Linked DNA regions of Sus scrofa: all the other regions are linked to region 1. Evidence: chromatin contacts called from public Hi-C and HiChIP or PLAC-seq data. All regions are on one chromosome and are shown on one strand. The core of a region is the stretch at or near the end of the contact, and the rest is flanking DNA. Distances in the headings are between cores, read along the strand shown. Region 1 holds the start of PSMD9 (26S proteasome non-ATPase regulatory subunit 9). Region 2 holds the start of ORAI1 (ORAI calcium release-activated calcium modulator 1). Region 3 has its middle 14 kb from the start of MORN3.

Region 1 (4,435 bases), core at 623-3,122:
TTCAGCGTTGCCATGAGCTGTGGTGTAGGTAGAAGACACAGCTCAGATCCCAAGTTGCTGTGGCTGTGGTATAGGCTGGCAGCTATAGCTCTGATTCAGTCCAGAGTCTGGGAACTTCCATATGCCTCGGGTGTGGCCCTAAAAACCAAAAGGGAAAAAAAAAAAAAATCAAACAAAAAAAGCACACAATGCCACAATCTGACATATGATCTTTAAAAAAAAGAGTCAACTTGGAGTTCCCACTGTGGCACACTTGGGAGTGCTAGGGCACAGGTTCAATCCAAGGCCCGGCACAGTGGAACGTTCTGGCATTGTCACAGGTGCGACTTACTTTGCAACTGTGGTTCAGATCTAATCCCTGGCCCCTGAGGGAAAAAAAAAAGGTGGGTCAACTCAAAGAAAAATATCAAGGGAATAATAGTACAGGTGGTTTACAGATACACCTGAAGTAAAAAAAAATATCTAAGGTGTGAGAAATTGCTGGCACAACTTAAAAGCACTGATTCTGGATTCAATAAGCATCAGATCTGAATCCCACTTTGTGAATTTGAGCAAGTGACTTCCCCTTTCTGAGCCTAAGGGTAACATACCAACTTCACAAAGTAGCTGAGAGGATTCCATGACATAACACATAAACCAGCACCCTTCAGGTAAATACTCAGCATACAGTACCCCAGCCTCCATATGATACTTCACCTTACTCCCATCACCTAAAATGCATTCCATTTGCCCCTTATAAGATGTGATTAATTTATTCTTCCTCTGCAAACTGATTTGTGGTTTTACATTAAGTGGCTTTGGAGCCAGAGAGACCTGGGAACTAGCCTCACCACTGCCACTTCCTACATGCATGACTCTAGGCCTCACTTTCCTCCTTATACCATAAGGATAACGAGAACTTCCTGTCGCTCAAAGCTCTGTCATGAGACCAGCGCCGTTAGCATCACTGGGAATTTGCTAAAAATGCATAGCTGCTTCCGCACACTGTCTCCCCATTAGAATCGGAATTTTAACAATGTCTCCAGGTAATTCGTACACACATTAAAGTTTAAGAAGCTCCAACATAAAGTGATTAAAAAAGCTCAGGACACAACAAGGGCTGATAGAGGTGATTATCACCTTGCCTGTGCAAACTAATTAGCTCTGTGACCTGAGGCAGGTTTAAGAAATGCCTCTGTTTCCCCAACCCTAAAATGGGGTAAACAGCAGAACACATTTCAAAGGATTGTTGGCAGTGGCGTTGGTGGTATAGTGGTGAGCACAGCTGCCTTCCAAAGGATCGCTGGGAGGACTAAACGAGTTAACCAATGTTTAGCGCTTAACACAGCGCCCAGAACCCAGCAAGGGCTCCATAAATGCTTGCTAGAACGTCAATACTAATTGTCCCAGTTATTCACGTTATTTGCCTCACTGCCTGCTACCGACAGAGGCCGCACTTGCAGCGCCTTGAGCCTCCCAAGCAGAACCAGATCCACACATGAGAGCTCAAGCAGGGACCGACCGCTTGAGCTCCCAGGCCTCCCAGGCCTCCCAGTTCCCAGGACCGCGTCAGGAGGCCTTGGGGCGGCTCCCACGCCCGCCCGGGAGCCCCGTGCCCACACTCACGCTCTCCAGCACGTCATAATTGGCTTTGATCTGCGCCTCGATCTCCTCCTTGCGCCGTATCAGCGCCTGAATGTCGCTTACAGTCACCCCGCTGGCCTCCGGGGAACCTCCGCTCTGCCTAGCCTCCTGCTCCGACATTGTGGACCTCGGTCCGGGATCCTGGACAGCCGGTTTTCCGGCTGCGAACGCCCGAGGAGACTGTAGCTACGGCTCCACCGGCGGGCCAAAACACCACCGCCATTCGCAGGCGCCAGGAAAAGAGGGGCGTGGCTTGTCAGAGGGCGGTGCCACCGGAAGCCACACCCTGCTGGAACACTTGGTACTGTGGTGACTAGTGGAGTGTGGGTATGACTGGTGGCTGTGGTATATGTCAGCAGCTGCAGCTCCAATTCAGCCCCTAGCCCCAGGACTTACAGATGCTGCAGGTGCTACAATAATAATAATAATTTATCAAATACTCATAATGCATCACACACTGTCCATATGTATTAATCAACAAACTCATAAAACCAGGATTATTATTATTACCCTCATTTGACAGCTGAAAAAACTATCTCAATAACCCACTTGCCCAACTAGCAAAATAAGCAGCCCAAATTTGAACCCAGCTTAATCAAACGGTGACATCTTTTTTTTTTTTTTTTTTTTTTTTTTGTCTTTTGTTGTTGTTGTTGCTATTTCTTTGGCCGCTCCCGCAGCATATGGAGGTTCCCAGGCTAGGGGTCTAATCAGAGCTGTAGCCACTGGCCTACGCCAGAGCCACAGCAACGCGGGATCCGAGCCGCGTCTGCAACCTACACCACAGCTCACGGCAATGCTGGATCCTTAACCCACTGAGCAAGGCCAGGGACCGAACCCGCAACCTCATGGTTCCTAGTCGGATTCGTTAACCACTGCGCCACGACGGGAACTCCCAAACGGTGACATCTTAACATGTGCCTCCTAATATGTTGCCCTGAATAGGACACAGCATCACTATGTAGCAGTCAAACATGTTTGTCCTGAATCCAATCATGAAAAACAGACAAACCCAATTTGAGAGACATTCCAAACAACTGACCTAAGCTCTTCAAAAAGGTCGTTATTGTGAAATTTCCACACAGAAGTTAGGCAATTGCCTAGATTAAAGACTAAAGAGGAGTTCCCTGGTGGCTCAATGGGTTAAGGATCCAGTGTTGTCACTGCTGTAGCTCGGGTTTTATCCCTTGCCCAGGAACTTCTGAATGCCATTGTTCACAAAAAACAAAACAAAAGACTAAAGAGACATAACAATTAACTAATTAAATGCAACATGTGATCCTTGATTGGATCCTGGTTCCCTCAAAAAAAAAAAACAAACTATAAAAGACATCTTTGGGACAACTGGGGAAATTTGAATATGGATAATATAGTACCAAAGTTAAATTTCCTGATTTTGATACCTGTAGTTATTTAAGATGATGTCCTTAGAATGACCTCTGTAGTATTTAGGGGCAAAAGAAGCAACTTACTTTCAAATGGTTTGGAAAAAAGTCCATACATATATTTGCAGACAAGAGAATGAAAATGTAAATATGACAGTGTAAATAATTGGTGTCTCCGGGTGAAACATAGAGGAACATTCTTTGTACTATCATTGCAACTTTTCTGTAAATTTGAAATTATTTCAAAATAAAAAGTTGCTAAAATAATCTTTACACACACAAAAAAATAGCACTGATTACATTAGGCCTCTTATATTTTGTTCAATTATCTCTTTTATATAAACTAAAATTTCTAACATTGACACCAAAAAAAAAGAAACAAAAAGACACAATAAATAAATGCAATGCATGATCCTTGATTGAATTTTTTTTTTTTTGTCTTTCTGCTATTTCTTTGGGCCACTCCCACAGCATATGGAGGTTCCCAGGCTAGGGGTCGAATCGGAGCTGTAGCCACCGGCCTACGCCAGAGCCACAGCAACGTGGGATCCCGAGCCGCGTCTGCAACCTACACCACAGCTCATGGCAACGCCGGATCGTTAACCCACTGAGCAAGGGCAGGGACCGAACCCGCAACCTCATGGTTCCTAGTCAGATTTGTTAACCACTGCGCCATGACGGGAACTCCCTTGATTGAATTTTTAATAAAAAGTATCAGCTTTAGGAGTTCCCTGGTGGCCTAGCAGTTAAGGATGAGGTTCCATCCATGACCTGGGAACTTCTGCATGCCACCGAGGCCAAAAAAAGGGGGAGAAAAAGTAGCAGCTTTAAAACACATTATGGGGACAAGTGCTAAAGTTTGAATATGAACTTTTTATTATAGTGTATCGACGTTAACTTTCCTCAGTAAGATAATAGTATTGTGATTATATAAGGAAAACTCCTTATTCAAAGAAGACAAATGCTGAACTGTTTAGAGCTGCAATGTCAGGATGTATGAAACAAATTTGTAAGTAGTTCAGGAAAAAAGCTATATACACACACATATAAAAAATAGAGGAGGGAAAAAAAAGAAGCAAAATGTAAAAAGAGTTAAAACTCAGTGAGGGTGTATGGGTGCTCATGGAAACTATATTGCAACACTTTTGAGGTTTGAAATTTTTCCAGATATAAAGAAAAGACTCTTTTTCCAGATAAAAAGAGAAGATTCTCACCTATACAGTCAGAAACCAGAGTTATTGTTTAAGTCACTAGATTATGTTGTTACTGTCAATGTTATTATTATAATGAACCTAGATCCTGTCCCTTCTACTGCCTTCATAGCACTCAAAGCCACTCCATCACCTCCACCTCTACTCTTACCCCACCAGACTTCAGAGACCTCAGAACTTGTCTCAGGTCCTAGCTACTCCTTTATCCATTCTCCA
Region 2 (4,435 bases), core at 1,019-3,518, 210 kb after region 1:
TCCACCCTCAGTGGGTAACATACAGGTCCCCCAGAAACAGTCTGGGGACAATAAAGGCCCACCAAATGCTGCTGGCTAGCCAGGCTGCCCGACTTCCCCCACACTGTTTTTAGCAAGAGGAAGAGGGAGGTGACATTTGATTAGGAGGCCCGGCTTCTGAGAGAGGACTTGAGAAGACAGGAAAGTGTCCCCGTCAGCTCCTCACTTCCTCTGGGGTGGGAAGGAGCCTGGGCAGCTATGAATTTATGACCCCAAGAAAAAGGCAAATAGGCACTCCCCCATCCGAAACTCAGAGCACTGCTGTGAAAAGCTGATAGCCATGGTGTCACTCCCTTCCACCTACTTGTAACATCTTACTTTGCTTAAAAGAAGCTTCTCTGCTCTATTTCTCATTCCCTACTAGGCCTGGTCCTAACATGTCCCTGGCTGGATGTTGATTGGAACTCCACACACCACAAACGGCACAAGTGCCCAAAAGAGTCTTGGATGCCAGCAGACTCGGGTTCAAATCCTGATTCAGCACCTAAGTCCCCTGACAAAACCACATCAAAGGGTTGAGGACTTAGTGGGGGAGTCAAGGAACCTACACAGTGCCTAGCACCTAATGGGTGCTTCGTAAGTGTCAGCTCTTCCTAGGATTTGGGGCTGATAACAGAATCCTGTCATATGGACCTAAACTAAAAACTAGAGTGCCACTCCCTTACACACACACCCTCTCTCAAGGGCTCCCTCAGCTACTGCTAGTCTGAGAAACTTCTGAGTAGCAGCCTTCATTTTACAATTCAGAAATCAAGGCCCACAGAGGAATCAGTCTGAGATCAAGGGGACAGCAAGGGGCAGAGCTCGTTCCCTCCCTCAATCCTCTGGCTTTTCCACTGAGGCCTGGGGTGCTGAGGGCCTGCTTAGGGCCTCCAAAAATTTCTTGTTCCTGTGCATTGTGCATCACCCACTTGTTTGTGAGACTCTGGGAGAGTACCAGACACAACGCCTTCCCAAGAAAACACAAGGGTGCAGCCACTCCCTCCTTCAAGGCCAAAAGCTTAGCTCACTCATGGGTGAGGCAGGAGTGCTGTGGGCTAGAGATCTTGGGGTGGGGGCAGACCCCATTCAGGCGGGCTGATGTCACTGAAGGCGAGAACCATGAATTGTTTTCTAGCTCCCTGCCTGGGTAGACGCCAAGATTCCTGGCCTGAGGGCATCCACGGGGTCACTTCTCAGCCCAACCTCAGCCTCACCCATCCCACCTTCAAGGCTAGTTCTCACTCCAATCCAGCCCGCCCTGGCAGAGGACACTAGGCCTACCCCCTAAATCAAGAACGAGCCCATTCAACGGGAACATGTCCCATGCTCCTCCCCCACACCCAGTGACTCAGTGGCAAGTTTCTGAAGAAGAAACTGCGGGTGGGGAGTGTTTGTCAACCCCCCTGGGCTGAGGCTCTCGGAAAACGCAGCAGGAGCAAGGCTGTGAGGAAATCCCCTCTACTAGGTAATCAAAGAACCTGGCAAATTCCTGCTAGCCTCAAATGTGGGGGCACAAGGGAGACACTCGGGGGTCCTTCTCCCAACCTCCTGCCACCTGTTCTCAAAGAGATCAGACCGCTCATGACTTTCCTTGCCCCCAGAACATATGTGGGACTGTCTTCTTACAGACAGATCTACGTCGAGGACCAAGCTGCATCAAGCTGGTCCACCTGAAGGCACCTGAGCCCTCCAACCCTGCACATAGTAAGACACCCAATCTCCCACATCGGGTGTCAATGATCGCCCCTCTTTCCTCACGTCCAGCACCTCTGGCCCCCTCCCGCGTCCACGGCAGCTTTCTCCCAGCTCTTCCCTTTCAACCCCAGCTCGCTCAGCTAGATCCCCCACGGGTCCCGTCGGGGCTGCGAGTGGCAGTGGCCAGGACGTGAAAGGGGGCAGGGCAGGGCAGGCTGCCCGAGCTCACCATGGCGAAGCCGGAGAGCAGAGCTGAGGTCCGGCTGGAGGCTTTGAGCTTGGCGCGGCTCAAGTAGAGCTTGCGCCAAGACAGCGCTTGCATCGAGTGCTCGTTGAGGCTCATCACCTCGGAGTAACTCTGGCCGATCCAGTCCGGGTAGGTGACCGCGGGCGGCGGCGGCGGCGGCGGCGGCGACCCCGGGGGCTCCCCGTCCCCGCTGTGGCGGCGGCTCCGGCGGCTGCCGCTGGTGGTGCTGCCGCCGCTGAGGGGAAGCTCAGGGCTGTTGCTGCTCGGAGGCGGGGCGGGCTCCGGATGCATGGAGCACGCTGCAAAGGCGCGGGCCGGCCCGGGCGCCTCCGAGGGCAGCGGCCCCCGCCCCCGCCGCACCTCCGCCTCTGCTGAAGCAGCCGCCGCCTGCCCCCCGCGCGGGTCCGGCCTCAACCGGCCGGCCGCGGAAAACAAGGAGGTCGAGGAAGCGACTACAGATCCAGCTCTCAGGGCCGTCTCGCCGCTGGCAAAAGCCGGGGGCGGCAGAGACGAGAGCTTGCGCGTGAGCCAGCGTCCAGGATCCCAGGGCCCCTCGGCGCGCTCCAGGATTGGCTGCCGCCCCTGGCTTATTTGCATGCGTCCTGCCCACTCAAGCCCCGCCCAGGAGGAAGCGTGGGGGGGGCGAGCAACGCGAGTCACGTGACTTCTCTGTTCCGACAGCACCACCCACAGTCCTATGCCCGCGCTGACTGCACCCGCCTCTCTTCCTGGAAGCACCCCAGCCCCCGGGGCCTCTCCGAGCGCCTCCCATCTCCACAGCTGCTCCAATGGCCCTTCTCTCGGAGCTCCGACTGCTGGGTCGGGCCACCTGAGGTCACCTCTGGGCGCCTGCTGAAGCTAATTTCCTTCCCCCTTGGAACAAGGTGACTCAAGACCTGCAGGAGAAAGAGCGGCTGTGATCTAAAGTTAATTCTGTATTTATTGAGCACCTACTGGGTGCCAACACTGCTCTAGGCACTGAGGCTAGGTTGGTGAAAAAGATGGACAAAATCTCCTGCCCGCTACATGGAGCTTACATTTTAGTGGAGGAGCGGTGCAAACACTGAGTAAATTATAATCGTTTAGAAGGTGACAGATGTATAGAAAAAATAAAGCAGGGAAAAGGAACATGGGTAGTGCAGGGCTACGATTTTAATTTGAAAAACTTAGAAGCGCCTTTTTTTTTCTGCTTCGCTTTCAGCATGTGTAAGTTGAGGAGGAGGCAGTTATTGAACCTGAGCAGGGCAGTGACAACTCTGGATCCTTAACCACCTGAGGCTCCAGGGAACTCCAAGGCCTTTTTTTTTTTTTTTTTTTTTTTGTCTTTTTGCTATTTCTTTGGGCCGCTCCCGCGGCATATGGAAGTTCCCAGGCTAGGGGTCTCATCGGAGCTGTAGCCGCCAGACTACGCCAGGGCCACAGCAACGCAGGATCCAAGCCGCGAATGCAACCTACACCACAGCTCAAGGCAATGCCGGATCGTTAACCCACTGAGCAAGGGCAGGGACCGAACCCGCAACCTCATGGTTCCTAGTCGGATTTGTTAACCACTGCGCCATAACGGGAACTCCGGAACTCCGAGGCCTTTTTATATTTTAGGTTAAGTATTTTGGTCTGTTTTGTCCAATTCGTTCACTTACAATTCACCAGCGTCTGGAACAAAAGCCACGGTACCGGTTAATACACCTATCCAATAAATGTACTGTGCACCAGGCTGAGGTATTCCAAGAAAATGGTAACTTTCATGGAATCGTATATTTTAGTGAAAAGAACAGGCAATCAACAAAATAAGTTCACATCTTTCTGATTTGGTCACTTTTTTTTTCTTTTTAGGGCTACACCCATAGCATATGGAGGTTCCCAGGCTAGGGGTTGAATCAGAGCTAGGGCTGCTGGCCTATGCCACAGCAACGCAGGATCTGAGCCACATCTGCGAGACCTACACCACAGCTCACAGCAACACCAGATCCTCAACCTACTGAGCGAGGCCAGGTATCAAACACGCGACTACATGGTTCCTAGTTGAAGTGGTTTTTGCTATGCCTGATTTGGTTACTTTTGAGCTGAGACCTGAACCAGCAAAACGAAGAAGAGGGCATCTGCTCTCCAGGGGCAGAAGAAAACAGCGATTTCCCTAAGGTATCAGCTCTAGGAACGCACGGACCTTCACTGCTGGTTTCACAACTCTGGAGTATTGCTTGGCACACTGCTCAGTAAATATCTGTTGAATGAATAAGTGTGGGAGAGACAGGAATGAGTGAAACTCAATTAGCCCAGAATCAAGTCACAGGCATGCGGCTTCCAGGTCCGCCGTGTGAAATTTAAGTCTTGTCACCACCAGAGGGCGTCCCTCCACTCACCCACATTATGCGATAAAACTGAACCCCCGCCCCGAAAGTCTCTGGGGTTCTCTCAGAGGCCTGTTTTTATGAAGACTTGACATTTGAAATCTCACCCCACTGAGCTTGTTTC
Region 3 (4,435 bases), core at 815-3,314, 160 kb after region 1:
ACGGATTAATCTCCAAAATTTATAAACACCTTCTGTAGCTCGATACCAAAAAAACCAACGACCCATCAAAATATGGGCAGAAGATCTAAACAGACAGTTCTCCAAAGAAGACATACAGATTGCCAAGAAACACATGAAAAGATGTTCAACATCACTCATTAGGAGAGAAATGCAAATCAAAACCACTATGAGGTACCATCTTACACCAGCCAGAATGGCCACGATTAAAAAATCTAAAAACAGCAAGTGCTGGAGAGTGTGTGGAGAAAAAGGAACCCTATCACACTGTTGGTGCAAATATAAATTGGTGCAACCACTGCGGAAAACAGTATGGAGATTCCTCAGAAAACTCAAAATAGAATTACTATTTGATCCAGCAATCCCATTCCTGGGCATCTATTCAGAGAAAACCATGACTCGAAAAGACAAATGTACTCCAATATTCATTGCAGCGCTATATACAATAGCCAAGACATAGAAACAACCTAAATGTCCATCGACAGAGGAGTGGCTAAAGAAGATGTGGTACATATACACTATGGAATATTAGCCATTTAAAGGAACAAAATACCGGCATTTTTAGCAACATGGATGGACATAGAAATTATCATGCTAAGTGAAGTCAGTCAGACAATGAGACACCAACATCAAATGCTATCACTTACATGCGGAATCTAAAAAATGGACACAATGGGAGTTCTCGTGGTGGCGCAGTGGAAACGAATCCAGCTAGGAACCAGATGGCGGGTTCGATCCAAGGCCTCGCTCAGTGGGTTACAGATCCGGCATTGCTGTGACCTGTGGTGTAGGTCGCAGACGCAGCTTGGATCTGGCGTTGCTGTAGCTATAGCGTAGGCTGGCGACTACAGCTCAGATTCAACCCCTAGCCTGGGAACGTATATATGCCATGGGTATGGCCCTAAAAAGAGTCTCTGTACTCACTTTACACCATCCCGTCTACCTCCAAGAACTTACCCAGGTTACTCCTATGCCTGAACCCTGCAGTCCTTCCCGAGTGTGATTTCATCAAGGGCAGGGGTTGAATCTTATTCACCTTTGAATCTCCAGCATCCAGCACAGTGTACATACAAAAAAGATAACATGTTTTCCACATGTATCTACGGAATTAAGTTGGTGAAGTGACACATGGGACTTTCAAAACATCTATAATTTTACATCACAAAATCACATTTGCCTCTAGGCAGACTTGTTTCTTTTTTGGCTCTTATTCAACATATTTTCCTAAAGATTTCCTGTCTAAGGAGTTCCTGTTGTGGCACAGCAGAAATGAATCAGACTAGGAACCATGAGGTTTCAGGTTCAATCCTTGGCCTCACTCAGTGGGTTAAGGATCTGGCATTACAGTAAGCTGTGGGGTAGGCTGCAGATATGACTCGGATCCCAAGTTGCTGTGGCTGTGGTGTAGATTGGGAGCCGTAGCTCCAATTGGACCCCTAGCCTGGGAACCTCCATATGCCGTGGGTGCGGCCCTAAAAAGACAAAAAATAAATTATTAAAAAAATATATATTTCCTAAGATTTCTCACTAGGTCATACCTTTCTGTGTGTGAGACTCTGTACTCTATTTTTTTTTAGTAACACTTGTTTTCAACCTGGACATTGAAAGTCCTGAAGTTTTTTTAGAAATATAAGAATTCACGGGGCAAAAAAAAAAACTTAGGGAACTCCTCTTTTTCCCTAAAAACTTTACTTAAGACACACATAAAAGAATAATCTTGTAAAACCTTTTTAAAATCGAAAATTAAGTTCCCTGTGATCACCTCTTGGCTCTGCAGCAGGGTATTAGGGACAGTCCCCAAATACTGCTTTCCACTCAGCTACACTTGCCTTTACCGCATTTTCTCCCTCCGCCCTTTGGCTTGGGAACACCATCCCGCCCACTTCCGGCAGAGACAACCACGACGCAGGCGCAACTCCCCAACCTTCAGGTCGAGTGCTGAAGTATGCGCATGTGCACGAGGGGGCAGGGCTGGTTAATTGCGCGGGAGAATGTAGGTCCAAGGAACTCACGCGACTGTCTCCGCCCATCTAAATAGGCGGGCGGAGCCAAACGTCTCCTAAAGGTTCAGGCTACGCACGCGCACTGAGTGCAGGAGCGTGGCCTAGACCAAAGGTAAGCCTCTACGCATGCTCATTTAAATAAGGCAAGCAGCTTCTTACGTCAGCTCCTTAGCCCGCCTCCTTTCTCTCGGGTTTACCCCCCTTTGACATTTAAAGGGCTGGGGAGCCCCTTTTCGCCAACTTGCTTTTTTTTTTTTTTTTTAATTAAGTATTTATTGAGAGCCTACAGTGTGCCAGGCCCAGCTTACATTGTACTTTATGTGCATTTTTCAGTTTTCCCTTGGTAATAATTACGTTAATTTTTTTTTTTTTTAGTGCCACACCCATGGCATATGGAGGTTCCCAAGCTGGGAGTGGATAGGAGCTGTAGCTGCAGCCCTACGCCACAGCCACAGCAACTCGGGATCCAAGCCAATCTGCGACCTCCACCACAGTTCATGGCAATGCAGGATCCCTAATCCACTGAGCGAGACTAGGGATCAAAACCACAACCTGGAGTTCCCGTCGTGGCGCAGTGGTTAACGAATCCGACTAGGAACCATGAGGTTGCGGGTTCGGTCCCTGCCCTTGCTCAGTGGGTTAATGATCCGGCGTTGCCGTGAGCTGTGGTGTGAGTTGCAGACGCGGCTCGGATCCCGCGTTGCTGTGGCTCTGGCGTAGGCCGGTGGCTACAGCTCCGATTCAACCCCTAGCCTGGGAACCTCCATATGCCGCGGGAGCGGCCCAAGAAATAGCAACAACAACAACAACAACAAAAGACAAAAAAGACAAAAGACAAAAAAAAAAAAAAAAACCACAACCTCATGATTAGTAGTCGGATTCGTTTCTGCTGCGCCACAACGGTAACTCCAATATGTATATTTTTGAGTAAAGTTCTTCTCTTGGCCCCACTTGTATCATTTACTACTTTTGATGCTCTTCTCCAAAATAGGAGGAGATGCAGTGTTCTGAGCAGGTCTTCCTGGATCAAGAGGTCTGAGACTGAATCCATTTCTTTGCTCTTTTGCTCTGTGTCTTGCATAACTTTTGTGAATGTAAGCATTTGCATTTTGTTTGTTTGTTTTAGGCCTCGTCTGTGGCATTTGGAGATTCCCAGGCCAGCTGCAGCCGCTGGCCTACACCCCAGCCGCAAAACACAAGGTCCGAGGATCTTGCAACATTAGATCCGAGCAGTGTCTGCGATCTACACCACAGCTCATGGCAATGCCAGATCCTTAACCCAGTGGTCAAGGCCAGGGATTAAACCTGCAACCTCATAGATACTAGTCATGTTCATTATTGCTGAGCCATGATGGGAACTCCATTTTTAGAGATTTTTTAAAATGAAGATAGGCTAACTACCCACCTCATAGGATTGGTTTGAAAAAAAGTATGGAGGAGTTCCTGTCGTGGCTCATCGATCAATGAATCTGAGTAGTATCCATGAGGTTTCGGGTTCAATCCCTGGCCTTGCTCATTGAGTTAAGGATCTGGCATTTTCATGAGCTGTGGTGTAGGTGACAGAAGAGTCTTAGATCTTGCATTGCTGTGGCTGTGGCATAGGCTGGCAGCTGTATCTCCAATTTGACCCCTAGCCTGGGAATCTCCATATGCCCCGTGTTCGGCCCTAAAAAGACAAAAAAAAAAAAAAAAAAAAAAAAAAAAAAGGTATGGAAAGTACCAAGTACTGTGGCTCTTGCCAGCTATCTAGTAAATAAATAGCAATCATTAAGTGGAATTTGTCAGAAAATAGTTTTATAGTTTCTGTAACGTAATCCCAGGTGGTCCTTCAGGAGGATTTACCTAATTGCCATGATGGCTAGCAGTTGTCATGGTGCCTCTTTCTCCACAGTGTTGCCATTTTTCTAGTCTAGACAGTATGTAATGGTATGGCAGTGTTCTTTTATTTCTCTAATTGCTAGTGAGGTTGTGCATTTTTCATGGGATGATTTATTAGCTGTCTTTTTGTAGCTGACAACTATTTTCAAACACCGTAATTTCCACTGGCTTATCCCTGCAGACATTATGTTAGCTTCTGAGAGAGCATTTTGCTGATCAGTTAAAAAGGGGGGGGGGCGGATTGGGGAACTGTGGGCAGGAAATGGAAACTTTCCAAGGAAAGGATAGAGAACTCATCCCCAAGCAGTGCTGTCAGGTAGAACTTTCTATGGTAAAGGAAATGTTCTGAATCTGCCTGTGCTGTCCCCTAGGATAGCAAGTTACCATATGTGCCTACTGAATACTTGGAAGGTGGCAATTACAACTGAGGAATTGAATTTTTTTGGGGGGGGGGCACACCCGCAGCACATGGAGGTTCCTAGGCTAGGGGTTGAATTGATTCAGAGCTACAGCTGCTGGCCTGCGCCACAGCCACA

What was found. A called contact is a pair of places that touch in the nucleus more often than the background predicts. HiChIP or PLAC-seq counts read pairs in DNA pulled down with a chosen protein or histone mark.
Region 2: an H3K27ac HiChIP or PLAC-seq map of alveolar macrophages shows a contact between it and region 1. The contact joins the promoter of ORAI1 here to the promoter of PSMD9 in region 1. A contact is called at or near these places in 1 of 47 Hi-C or Micro-C datasets (heart right ventricle) and 1 of 2 datasets of contacts at active chromatin or transcription factors (alveolar macrophages).
Region 3: a Hi-C map of embryonic fibroblasts shows a contact between it and region 1, with 2.5 times the contacts expected there. The contact joins the enhancer-like site here to the promoter of PSMD9 in region 1. A contact is called at or near these places in 2 of 5 promoter capture datasets (fetal skeletal muscle and liver), 3 of 47 Hi-C or Micro-C datasets (embryonic fibroblasts and heart right ventricle) and 1 of 2 datasets of contacts at active chromatin or transcription factors (alveolar macrophages).

What each region holds. Positions count from the first base shown.
Region 1 is chr14:30,820,263-30,824,697 of Sscrofa11.1, forward strand. PSMD9 (26S proteasome non-ATPase regulatory subunit 9) reads right to left here and starts at 1,873. Exons shown (of 6, transcript XM_003132874.5): 1 at 1,606-1,873. The coding sequence starts at 1,743.
Region 2 is chr14:31,025,740-31,030,174 of Sscrofa11.1, forward strand. ORAI1 (ORAI calcium release-activated calcium modulator 1) reads right to left here and starts at 2,269. Exons shown (of 2, transcript NM_001173519.1): 1 at 1,946-2,269. The coding sequence starts at 2,254.
Region 3 is chr14:30,975,562-30,979,996 of Sscrofa11.1, forward strand. No RefSeq gene overlaps it. Among named protein-coding and RNA genes, the nearest start is that of MORN3, 14 kb to the right of the region's middle. Within about 2 kb of position 2,065, at least 57 of the 83 cell types and tissues checked have an H3K27ac peak or open chromatin away from gene starts, as enhancers often do. A contact at or near this core is called in alveolar macrophages, embryonic fibroblasts and fetal skeletal muscle, where this site is marked.